Regions from separate parts of the Mus musculus genome. Here regions 2 and 3 are each linked to region 1. Evidence: chromatin contacts called from public targeted proximity ligation data. All regions are on one chromosome and are shown on one strand. The core of a region is the stretch at or near the end of the contact, and the rest is flanking DNA. Distances in the headings are between cores, read along the strand shown.

Region 1 (3,226 bases), core at 390-2,889:
AGCATGTGGAGATCAGAAAAGAACATTTAAAAGTTCGTTCCCCCTTCTTCCACCATGTAGGCCCTAGAAATCAAACTGAGGTTTTGAGGCTTGGTCACGAGCACCCTTACACAGAGTCTTCGCTCATAACGGTCTTCTTTTATTTTAGGGCTTGAATTTGCTACACAGCTGAGGAGAAACATTTTGAGCTCCTGATCCCCCTGCCTCCACCTTCTGAGTGCTGATGCCCCATCACATGCTGTTCAATCCAGTGCCCAGGGCTTCTCGGGGCTCTGTAAGCGCTCCACGAACTAGAGTACATGCCTAACCTGGGATAATCTCTCTGTTAAAGTCGGCTGAGCAGGCATGCGGCTCACATCTACAGACCCAGCTCTTTGGGAGGGCAAGGAAGGCGAGCTGCTTGAACCCAGGAGTTCAATCAATTATAATTTCTGGTAATTCCCTTTTCCCACATAACAAAATGGTCCCAGACGTTAAAACGTGGAGCTCTTGATCTAGTGGTGCATGCGTGTGAGTGTAAGATTATGTGAATGTGTGTGTGTGTGTGTGTGTGTGTGTGTGTATGTATGTGTGTGTGAGTGTGTGTATGTGTGTGACTTGGGATTAAACAGAAGGACTGACATACAGGGAATCTCACCGAGCTCCTCCGAGCTGTCCTCCTGGCCCAGAATATGGTCATCTTTAGGGAAGCATGACCCAGTCCTTCCCATTCTCCCCTCCCTTTTGGCTTGCCTGACATACTCCCCAGCCCCAGCATCCCTCCCTCCTATCCACACACCGCTTTCCACATCTGCTATCTGGAAGGCAAGCATCCCGATTTCCTCCTCCTATCACTGTCCTCTTCTTTGCCTCACTCCTCTTAGCACTCATCCACCCGGAAGGGGATCAGCCTGTGCCTGGAACCTCGAATTTCTTGAATCCTGACTCCTCAGCTTCCCTAACCACGAACAGACACTCAGAGAATTTACTCACAAAACGGCGCAATGAGAAGTTTCCCTCGGTTTGTCTCATCAGCTTTAGGACCTGTCCTTCAATAACTGTTTCTGATCCTGTTCTAAACCATCCACCTCAGAAACCACTTAGCAGGTCAGCAAACTCGTGCAAGTTCAGGCTGTGTCTGTCTCTGTTTTTCTCTGTGCTTTCCGACCCTGAATCTTTCTCGCATCCTTCATCACTCTCCTAGCCTAGGGTAAACTCTTCAAAACTCCCCTAGGTTTGTAAAACGCCTGCAAAGCCCAATTCATTCTTGAAGAGTCAGTGCGGGCGCCTCCCGGGTCCTCGTCCTTCCGTCAAGGAAACCCATCCAAGGATGGTCAGAGATTTCTCAAGAATTCTTTCTTCCGGCCTTTGTTGGCCCAGTGCTTCTAGCCTAAAGTTTTTATTCCAACACGAACAGCTGGCGTCCTCGTGTGTATCCACCCTTGTTACCCTTCGGTGATAGCCCTCAGCCGCCCGGAGGCTAAGCCTCTAGAATCTTGGAATCCAGCTCTTAGCCTTTACAGAAAGAAGAACCTGGGCGGTGCCGCGGTGGGCGGGGATGTGTGGGTGGGGGTTCGAGAGGAGCGGTCCGGGATTGGCTTCTGGCTCTGGGGGCGTGGCTTAGGCCCAAGGTCTGCACTGTAAGTTCCCAGGCCCTCCCTGGTCCTCTATCCTAGCCGCACAGCTCTGCAGCTTTGCCCGCGCTCCTCAAGGTGAGTTGGGACTGGGGTTTTACAGGCCTCCCGCAGCTCCCTGGAGAGTGCTAGCCAGGCGGTGTTCTGTTTTGGCTCAGATCAGGTCCATTATCTGGGGTCTGGATCCCCGCCCCCTACCCATGACCTCCCGCAGCGCTCAAGGCGCTGTGCTGTCAGTCTTGCAGCTCCGGGTTGTACTTCTATGCTGGCCAGAGACCTGGGACTAGGGAACATCCTCTCTTCGGCCCGTGTCCCTGCCTGGGCTGGAGGCCGTATTTTTAGCGGATGGTGAGGTGTCCTCCTATCTTTAGCTTTAGTGTTACTGAAATGGATCTGGGCCGCGCTGGGTAGCGCTTGACTGGGGATCTGGAGGGGTCGGCACAGGAACACAAGCCAGGGCTGAGCAGCCGGACTCCGGGGAGGGCGGGGGCCTGCACGTCCGAAGTCTGGCTGTGAGCCAAGCAGACATTGAGACTTCGCCCAGGCCAAGAAGCTCAGGCAAGGCAAGGCCCCTCCCAGATATCGGAGTCCCAGACAAGGTCCCCGATAATTGCAATTCTACCCTCACGGTGGTCCGATTGTGCAACCCAGAGAAAAAGGGCCTATGGGCGATCCACCTCGGGCACTGGAGCACGCAGTTCCTCGGTGGGCGTCTCCCTGGAGCGGGTATGCTCGGTGGGACCCTAGAACCCCGGGTTATAGCAGGGACGCGCGCGCCACCTAGCGACATTGTACTACAGAGAGATCGCTGCAGAAGCACCAGATTCTGAGCCAGCCCTGCCAGGGCTGGCAGGAGGGGACCTAGAAGGGTTTGGTTTTTGTTCTTGATGCAACCTCTACCTGGAAGAGCCGAAGTGCTTGAGAAAAGCCCTGAAGATATGTGCTGAATGTCCTTTGACGGTTACTGTGGATCCGTCTATTGTGCAGAGGCCTCTTGTTTCAAGTATAGCAGTGGGTCAGCTTATTTTAAAGACAGGGAAGGTGAGTTCAGTCCCAGAGAGAAAAGGTTCATTGCTCAAGGTCACAGAGGCCCAGGTGGAACTAGATTTCAAACCCTTCCCCTTGGGCTGCTGGCAAGACGGCTCAGCGGAAGTCTTTTGCTGAGCAAGCTTGGAGGTGAGCTCCTTTCCCGAAACACTCAGAGATGGACTCCACAAAGTATTCTGACTTCCACACACATTCCGCACACTACGTACACACTCGCGAACGCACTCACACACACACACACTCACATTAAAATACACTCAACAGTAACAATAAATAAAACTTTCTAGTTTTTTCTTTTTTTATTTTTAGAGGCAGTTTTTTTGTTTTTTGTTTTTTTAGTTTTTAGAAGTAAACAGATCTCTAAGTTCAGTTGGCCTGGTCTACGGAGTGAGTTCCAGGACCACCATAAACCTTCTCAGTGAGCCTTTAGAAAAGGGGCAGACCTAGAGCTGGGCCTGGTGGCACACTTTCTTGTTTTTTTTGGGGGGGGGGAGGGAGGGGTTGAGATTTGAATGTTTGACAGGGTCTCACTGTCCTGAACTCACTATGCAAACCAAGATGGACTC
Region 2 (3,226 bases), core at 460-2,959, 1.5 Mb after region 1:
ATGCCAAGTCCCGCCCAGCCCTGTGGCGGTTTCGGGAAAGGGGCATCCAAAAGGTGGAGCTGGGGAGGCTTCTGGGAGGCTCCTTCCATACAGCTGACCTCTGGCCCAGAGGGAAACTGGAAACTGCCTCCTTGAGACACAGTGAGGATCAAATAGGGCTGAAGGTCCTCTTCACTGCCTGACTTTGAATACAATGGGAGATGAAGTCATGGAGGTGAAACCCAAAGACTTCTGACCATGGTCCACTTAGCTTCCATTAAACACCCAGTCTGAGGTCTGGGGAGACAGGCGAGACCTTTTTCCCCTCTTTTTTAGACAGAATATCTAATCCATGCTGGCCTTGAACTCACTGAACAGCCAAGCTGACATTGAGCTTCAGATTTTCCTGGCTTCACCTCATCAGTATTGGAATTAGAAGCATGGATCTCCAAGCCCGGTTTATGTGGAACTGGGAATGGGACCGAGGCTTTCATGAGTGCTGGTTAAGCATCCGGGCAGCGCGGCTACATTTCCAGCCCACTTATGCTCACCAAAAGTTAAAAAGAAAAATCTGATCACAAAGAAGGTTGCGGAGATTTAGAGAAAAGTAAGATTTATTCCTGAAATCCAAAGTGCTCCACCCTCCAGATACTAGCTCCTCAGCCAAGTCCCGCCCTCTGTCCTGTCGCTAAGAAGTGGGGGCGTGGCTACCTTGCTCCAGTCTCTTCGAAGAGCCCCTTTTTCCTTTCTCCTGTCCTGACACCTCCTATTCTAGGCTTCTCAGAGTCGAGGTTTTGATCGGAACAGTGCAGGGTCCCCAGACTCTAAGAAACTAAGGATCATCTGCATTGATTAAACATTATACCAAAGAGCTGGAGAGATGGCCCAGAGGTTAAGAACATTGGCTGCTCTTCCAGAGGATCCCGGTTCACCCACATAGTGGCTCATAATGTCTGTAACTCTAGTTCCAGGGTTTCCGAGTGCAGAGGACACCAGGATGCATGTCTATGTCTATACATGCAGATAAAACGCCCACACGCGTAAAAAATAAAACTAAAAGGCCATCATACTATATACCATAATATGAACCATTCATGACATCTGCCATGTGCCAGAGCTAGCTCTGAGCTCTACAGATGGACGGTTCCATAGTTTTCCTTAGCTCACTGGCTGCCTGGGTGAGATGCGTGGTAATTCCACCTTCATTGAAACTTCCTGGAGCTGGCTGAAGAGGTCCTGCAGTGACCCACAAGGGCATGCCCGGGCCACTCCTTTCTCATCTGGCCTACAACATTTGGAGGAGGTCCGCAAATAGCAGAAACTCATATTCATTCATTCATTCATTCATTCATTCACCCACCCATTCATTCATAAAAATAACCTCCCACCCATGGCAGATAGTCCAGGTGCTTCCTCCTTCCCTGTCCCCAGCCTCTCTCCAAGTACTTGTCTACTCTCCCACGAGCCCTGGGTGCCCTCTGGAGGCGTAGGTCTCCGCTCACCCCTGCGGCCTCAGCGACTGCACGCAGTAGGTGCTGCAAAAGTCTTTCTTGAGTGTCTAGACAGGACGCCAGGAGACCGGACCCCAGGAGCGTCCACCCTTGGGCGGGCGCCGCACCCCCATCTTGTCCCGGGCTTCTCACCTGAGCTGGGTGTCCCCCGCCCCCCGGGCCGCCTCCTGTCCCGGCCGCCCCGCTCCCACTTCCTCCCGCCGCCCCGCCCCTTCCACATTCCTGTCCCGCCGGGCCAGCCCCGCGCCCGCCGCAGCCAGCCCGCCGCGTACCGCCTGCTGCTCCGCGCACCGCCGTCCGCCAGCCAGGGATGAACGCGTCCCAGGTTGCGGGAGAAGAGGCGCCGCAGAGCGGGCACTCGGTCAAGGTGGTCCTGGTGGGCGACGGGGGCTGCGGGAAGACGTCACTGATGATGGTCTTCGCCAAAGGGGCCTTCCCAGAGGTGAGTGCCCTCATCCTTGGCCCTGCGCTGGGGACACCCCCCATGTGCGGGTCTGCTGAGAGCTGCCTCGAAAGAACCCAGCTCTAGCCTCCTAGGGGGAAATCTCAGCAGGGCCTGGGGTCGAAGGCAGAGTTTTTCAGTTTTAGCCAGTAGAAGCAAAGTGGGACTAATAGCACTTAGGGGGAGGGGTGTCACAGGGACTGAATTGGGCCACCTAGGGAAATAGCAAATCCTACGAGAGCAGTTGTTGTCACTACTTGGCGACGAGAGTGTGAGGACTTTGGAGCTCGACTGGCAGCAGTAAAATCAAGCCTTTGCCTCTTACAGCTGTGTGCCTTTGGGCAAGTCCCTTAACCTCTCTGAAGGTTAACTACATGATAGGACTGAAAGCCCCTACCCGAGCGTAGTATAGAAAAGAGTGCTGAAAGTTAGTTGCTGAAAGTTAGTAAGTGATGTTCGTCGGGCGACATCACCTCTTCTCCATCCACTATGGTGCAAATCCCCATGCTTTACCCTAGAGAGGAAAACTGGAACACCGACCCTTCTCTGAAGAGTCTGATTATGCCATACTTCGACTCTAACCAAGCCTCAGTTTCTCAGAGCAACCTGATAGGGGGAAGAAAGCTGGGACAGTGAGGCTGAAGGCTGATGGCCGGCTCGGTGCGGTACCTGGTTGCATCCTGGCTCTCTGGGCTTGTCACTGTGAGTCCTCAAGGACCCCATGACCAGAACAGTGGCTGAGCCCTCCTTCTGTGCCTCCACGAGGAGTGGGGGTCCTGTGTGTTTGTGGGTTTGCCTTCAGCAGCAAGCCTTCTTTTCCTGTCCCCACGTCCTTCTGGCCTCTGGGATTGTGCAGAAGTGGGTAATTTGATGGAAGGAGCCAGAGAAGCTGACCTGGCAAATAGGGCACAGTCTTGCTTGCTACTCTGAATACCAGTGGTTTTTATGGTTGTTGGGTTTTTTTTTGGGGGGGGGGGTTGTATTTTTGTCGTTTTACTTTAGTGGTTCCTGTTTTGTTTTTGAGACAGGATATTACTGTGGAGGCCTTGTACGCTCAGTCCTCCTGTCTCTCGGCCCAAGGATTGCTCAGATCACGTGTATGCACCACCATACCCATCTCACAGCCTTTGGTTTTGTGGTTTGCAAAGCTGACGTCACCTTCTTTGACCAGTTACAGTTTTTTTGTTTTTAAGTATAGGAGATATTTTCCAGGTCTTTAGGTACTGCCCATGGGAACCCAACCAACGTGGGAACCAGGAGATCAGAGGAGGCACCTAAAGGTGGAGGGGGTGGG
Region 3 (3,226 bases), core at 537-3,036, 1.0 Mb before region 1:
TTACTGCATGCCTAGAAACTCTATTACCATTCCAGGGCTGGAAGAAAGCATCCAAAGAGGAAGAGGGAGCCTTCTAATGGGGGGCTGCCTGGCCTCAAGAGATTAGTGGTGGGGGAAGAAGAGGGCCTGGCTCAACAAACAGCTTCCATCCTGTTTTTCAAGGCCCTGCTTCCAGAAGCTTCTGGGAGGGCTCAGTCATCCTGCCCTTAGCGTTGGTGTGCAGGATCCCCTGTGCCCTTTTTTTACTCTTTCCCCTTTGACATTCCCAGTTTCTTTTCTACCTGTCACCCGTCTACAGAGGGGTGTGTGTTTATTGCACTGTGATAACTAGCTCCTGGATAAGGGAGTCCTGGATTTGAAAGCAAGCCTGTGGGTAGAGGCCAATCTCCACTCTTAATGGTTCTGATCTCTGGAGGAGGTGGGTGGTAGTTGGAGCTCTGAAGGGGTATTTTCTTATAGTCCTTGTGGAGGAGGAGAAGGAGGAGGAGGAGGAGAAGGAAGAAGAAGAGGAGGGAGATGACAGGCCTGCACCCCCCCCCCTTTTCTCCTACAGACCAGGGAGCAGAGGCAGGAAGCAGAAAGAGGGGTTAAATCCTCTCAGGAAGCTGTGTGACCTTGGGCAAGTCCCTTCCCCTCTCTGGGCCTCAAGTGGAGATAACAATCACACCACTGCACAAGGCCACAGCCAAAGACAACTAGATTCATTAAGTTTGCCGCCATGATGGCGATTTGGAGGACAGCCAGTGCCAGGCAGGGCTCCTCTGGAGGCCTGAGCGCCTGGGGCAAAGGCGCCGGTAGGGAAGCTCCTCCTTAGCCGACCCTCCTCCCCCAGAGCTAGCTCCAACTCTTTCTGGGTTTCTAGGTGACTTGGCTGGCCCCTCTGGATGAGTTCTACTTTAAACCTGCTGCTGCTGCCTCCTCTGTATTGGGGGGGCTCCCACAGGGGCCCCCAGGCAGGAGCCCCCCCAGCCAAGCCCTGCGGGGGGGGCTACAGCCCCCACCCCGGCCGGTGCCCATGGGTCTGCCCCTTCGGTTCCTCAGATCACTGGAACACAGATTTCAGGGCACCTGCTGTGGGCCAGGAGCTGCACAACCCCTCCTTTGGGGACACCCACGAGGCTTCTGCCACCTCTGGGCAAACAACCATCTTTCACTATGTTCAACTAAGAGGTTCACTGAGACTGGCTCCCGTCACAGGGTCAGCAGCACAAGAACTGCGGCAAGGTTTTCTCTGGAAAACCAGGATGCCTGGGTCCTCAAAGGAGGTGGCAGCTCCAGGCCTCCAGAGCTAGGGACGGGGGAGGGGCGCCTGCCGGCGGGAGGCCCATTAGCCAGCTAAGTGCTCCCTGGGAGGGGGGACTGTGCTGCAGCAGGAGGGGGAGAGGCAAAGTGAGGGCACGCGGGTGGAGTGGGATGGAGAGAGATGGGGTGACGACGTTTCCTGAGCTCATTAAGTGCGGTAGGAGTCGGGTTGAGGACAAGGGTCTGTGTCCCCTAACCTTATTATCTTCGCCTTTTCCACCTGAGTCCTCAACCGGCTGACCTTGGCATGTCTTGAGCGGCTCCAACACCCGTCTTTCCAGGTGCACCCTCAATAGCACTTTATCTAAGACAAAAAAAAGAGAGTCCTACTGAGTCAGCCGGCCAACAAAGACCCCCCCCATTCCATCCATCATCCCTTTGGCTGCAGTCGCCGCCCCAACCGCGAGGGGGCGCCGCCGTGGGTCGGGCGGCACCATAGCGGTGGGAGGGGGCGGCACCGCCCGACGGGGCGGGGCTCTGCGGGGGCGGGGCCGGGCGCCGAGTCTCCGGTCCGTCCGGGACAGACTGGCTGGCGGGCGGGCGCTGACGCCGCGGGGCCAGAGCGGGCCGCGCGGGAGCGTGTGGAGAGAGCAGTGGCACCGTCGGTTCCCGTCGGGGCTCCGTAGGTCCCCGAGCCGCCCCTGGCTTAGCCATGGCGGGCGCGAGGCCCGGCGTCCACGCGCTGCAGCTGGAGCCGCCCACCGTGGTGGAGACCCTGCGGCGCGGGAGTAAGTTCATCAAATGGGACGAGGTAAGTGAGTGGGCTGTCCTCTGCTCTGCCTAGATCGAAGGATTCCTTCAGTCACATTCGACTAGATGAATGCCAGGGACCCCCACTTCAGTGTTGCCTGACCACCTCACCCCCTATTCCAGCCTTGTTGCACTCCGGAAACTTGAGTCCCCTGTTGTCCTGGTAATTGAAGACTTTGTCGTTGTCCCCGCTCTTCTCCCCCGCAAGACAGTAGCTGTGGTCAATTGGGCTCTTCTTGGCATGGAGACTTTGAACCCCTGTAAATCCTGTCCTTCTTCTCACTCTTTTCCACCCTTGCCAACGATGAATATCAAAGTCTCCATGCTGGTTCTTAGTTTTTGGTCTGGTCCCCAGACCCCTGTTCCTGGCACAGGACCCCCATGGGGGCATAGGACATCCTTGCCTTGGGTGGGGTGCCACTGGGATCCTACTCTTCTCAGTGCCTCGCTTGCCTGAGCCATTATAGTCATCCCTTTCCAGCCTGCCCTGGTTGATACCCTTTCGTCCTGCTTCTGGATTCCAGCGAGCTTTCTGTTCAGATGGGAGCACCGAGCCACCCCTTACCGGAGACTTTGTTCCTTTCCAGGTTCCTCCAACTCTGGGAACTTTGCTCCCCACTCCTTAACTTAGTGACTTTGAACCTCAATAAATCCTGGTCCCCACTTTTTATTGCTTTCTCTCAGGTACTTCCCTGATACTCACCTGCGGCTTCTTATCTAGATATCACGTCTCACCCACGTTTCTGTACTGTTCCCTCTCCTACCCCCTGGGCTCCTTGCTCCCTAGGGCCTCAACTCAGGCGGCCTGAGTTTCCTTACTGTTCCTTCCCAGTCGGGCCATAGGCCTGGAAGACGCTGGGTTTCTTTCCGGCAGGGTGGGGCAGGAGTGAGAACTAAGGGGAGGGGCTGGGGGCGTGGCCTTAGCTGCAGGTGTGCTGGGCAAGGGTGGGTACCCCCGGGGCCCCAGGATACCCCTTCCCCCAGGCCAGACTAAAGGGAAAAGTTTCTCCTTTTCCTTGCAGTGTGATAAACCCAAATAAGGAAGTGGAAACAAGGAGAGGGCCTGGGTTGGGGTGGGGGTGCTGAACAAAGTTTGGAACTGAAGAGCCAGAGCCCTGGGTGGCCTTTGGAGGTTAGGCCCCTGAAGATGGTGCCACAGGGGCTACAGGGACAG

Evidence for each region.
Region 2: a contact with region 1 is called in a targeted proximity ligation map of pancreatic cancer cells. A contact is called at or near these places in 1 of 39 promoter capture datasets (liver) and 1 of 130 datasets of targeted methods (pancreatic cancer cells).
Region 3: a targeted proximity ligation map of pancreatic cancer cells shows a contact between it and region 1.

The regions. Positions count from the first base shown.
Region 1 is chr19:5,923,229-5,926,454 of GRCm38.p6, reverse strand. Cdc42ep2 (CDC42 effector protein (Rho GTPase binding) 2) reads left to right here and starts at 1,639. Exons shown (of 2, transcript NM_026772.2): 1 at 1,639-1,691.
Region 2 is chr19:4,437,926-4,441,151 of GRCm38.p6, reverse strand. Rhod (ras homolog family member D) reads left to right here and starts at 1,709. Exons shown (of 5, transcript NM_007485.5): 1 at 1,709-1,932. The coding sequence starts at 1,801. It overlaps A930001C03Rik (RIKEN cDNA A930001C03 gene), which reads right to left and starts at 1,829. Exons shown (of 3, transcript NR_045990.1): 1 at 1,763-1,829.
Region 3 is chr19:6,968,374-6,971,599 of GRCm38.p6, reverse strand. Plcb3 (phospholipase C, beta 3) reads left to right here and starts at 1,786. Exons shown (of 31, transcript NM_001290349.1): 1 at 1,786-2,053. The coding sequence starts at 1,955. Gm52400 (a long non-coding RNA gene) reads right to left here and starts at 2,904. Exons shown (of 3, transcript XR_003952919.1): 1 at 2,756-2,904; 2 at 1,500-1,606.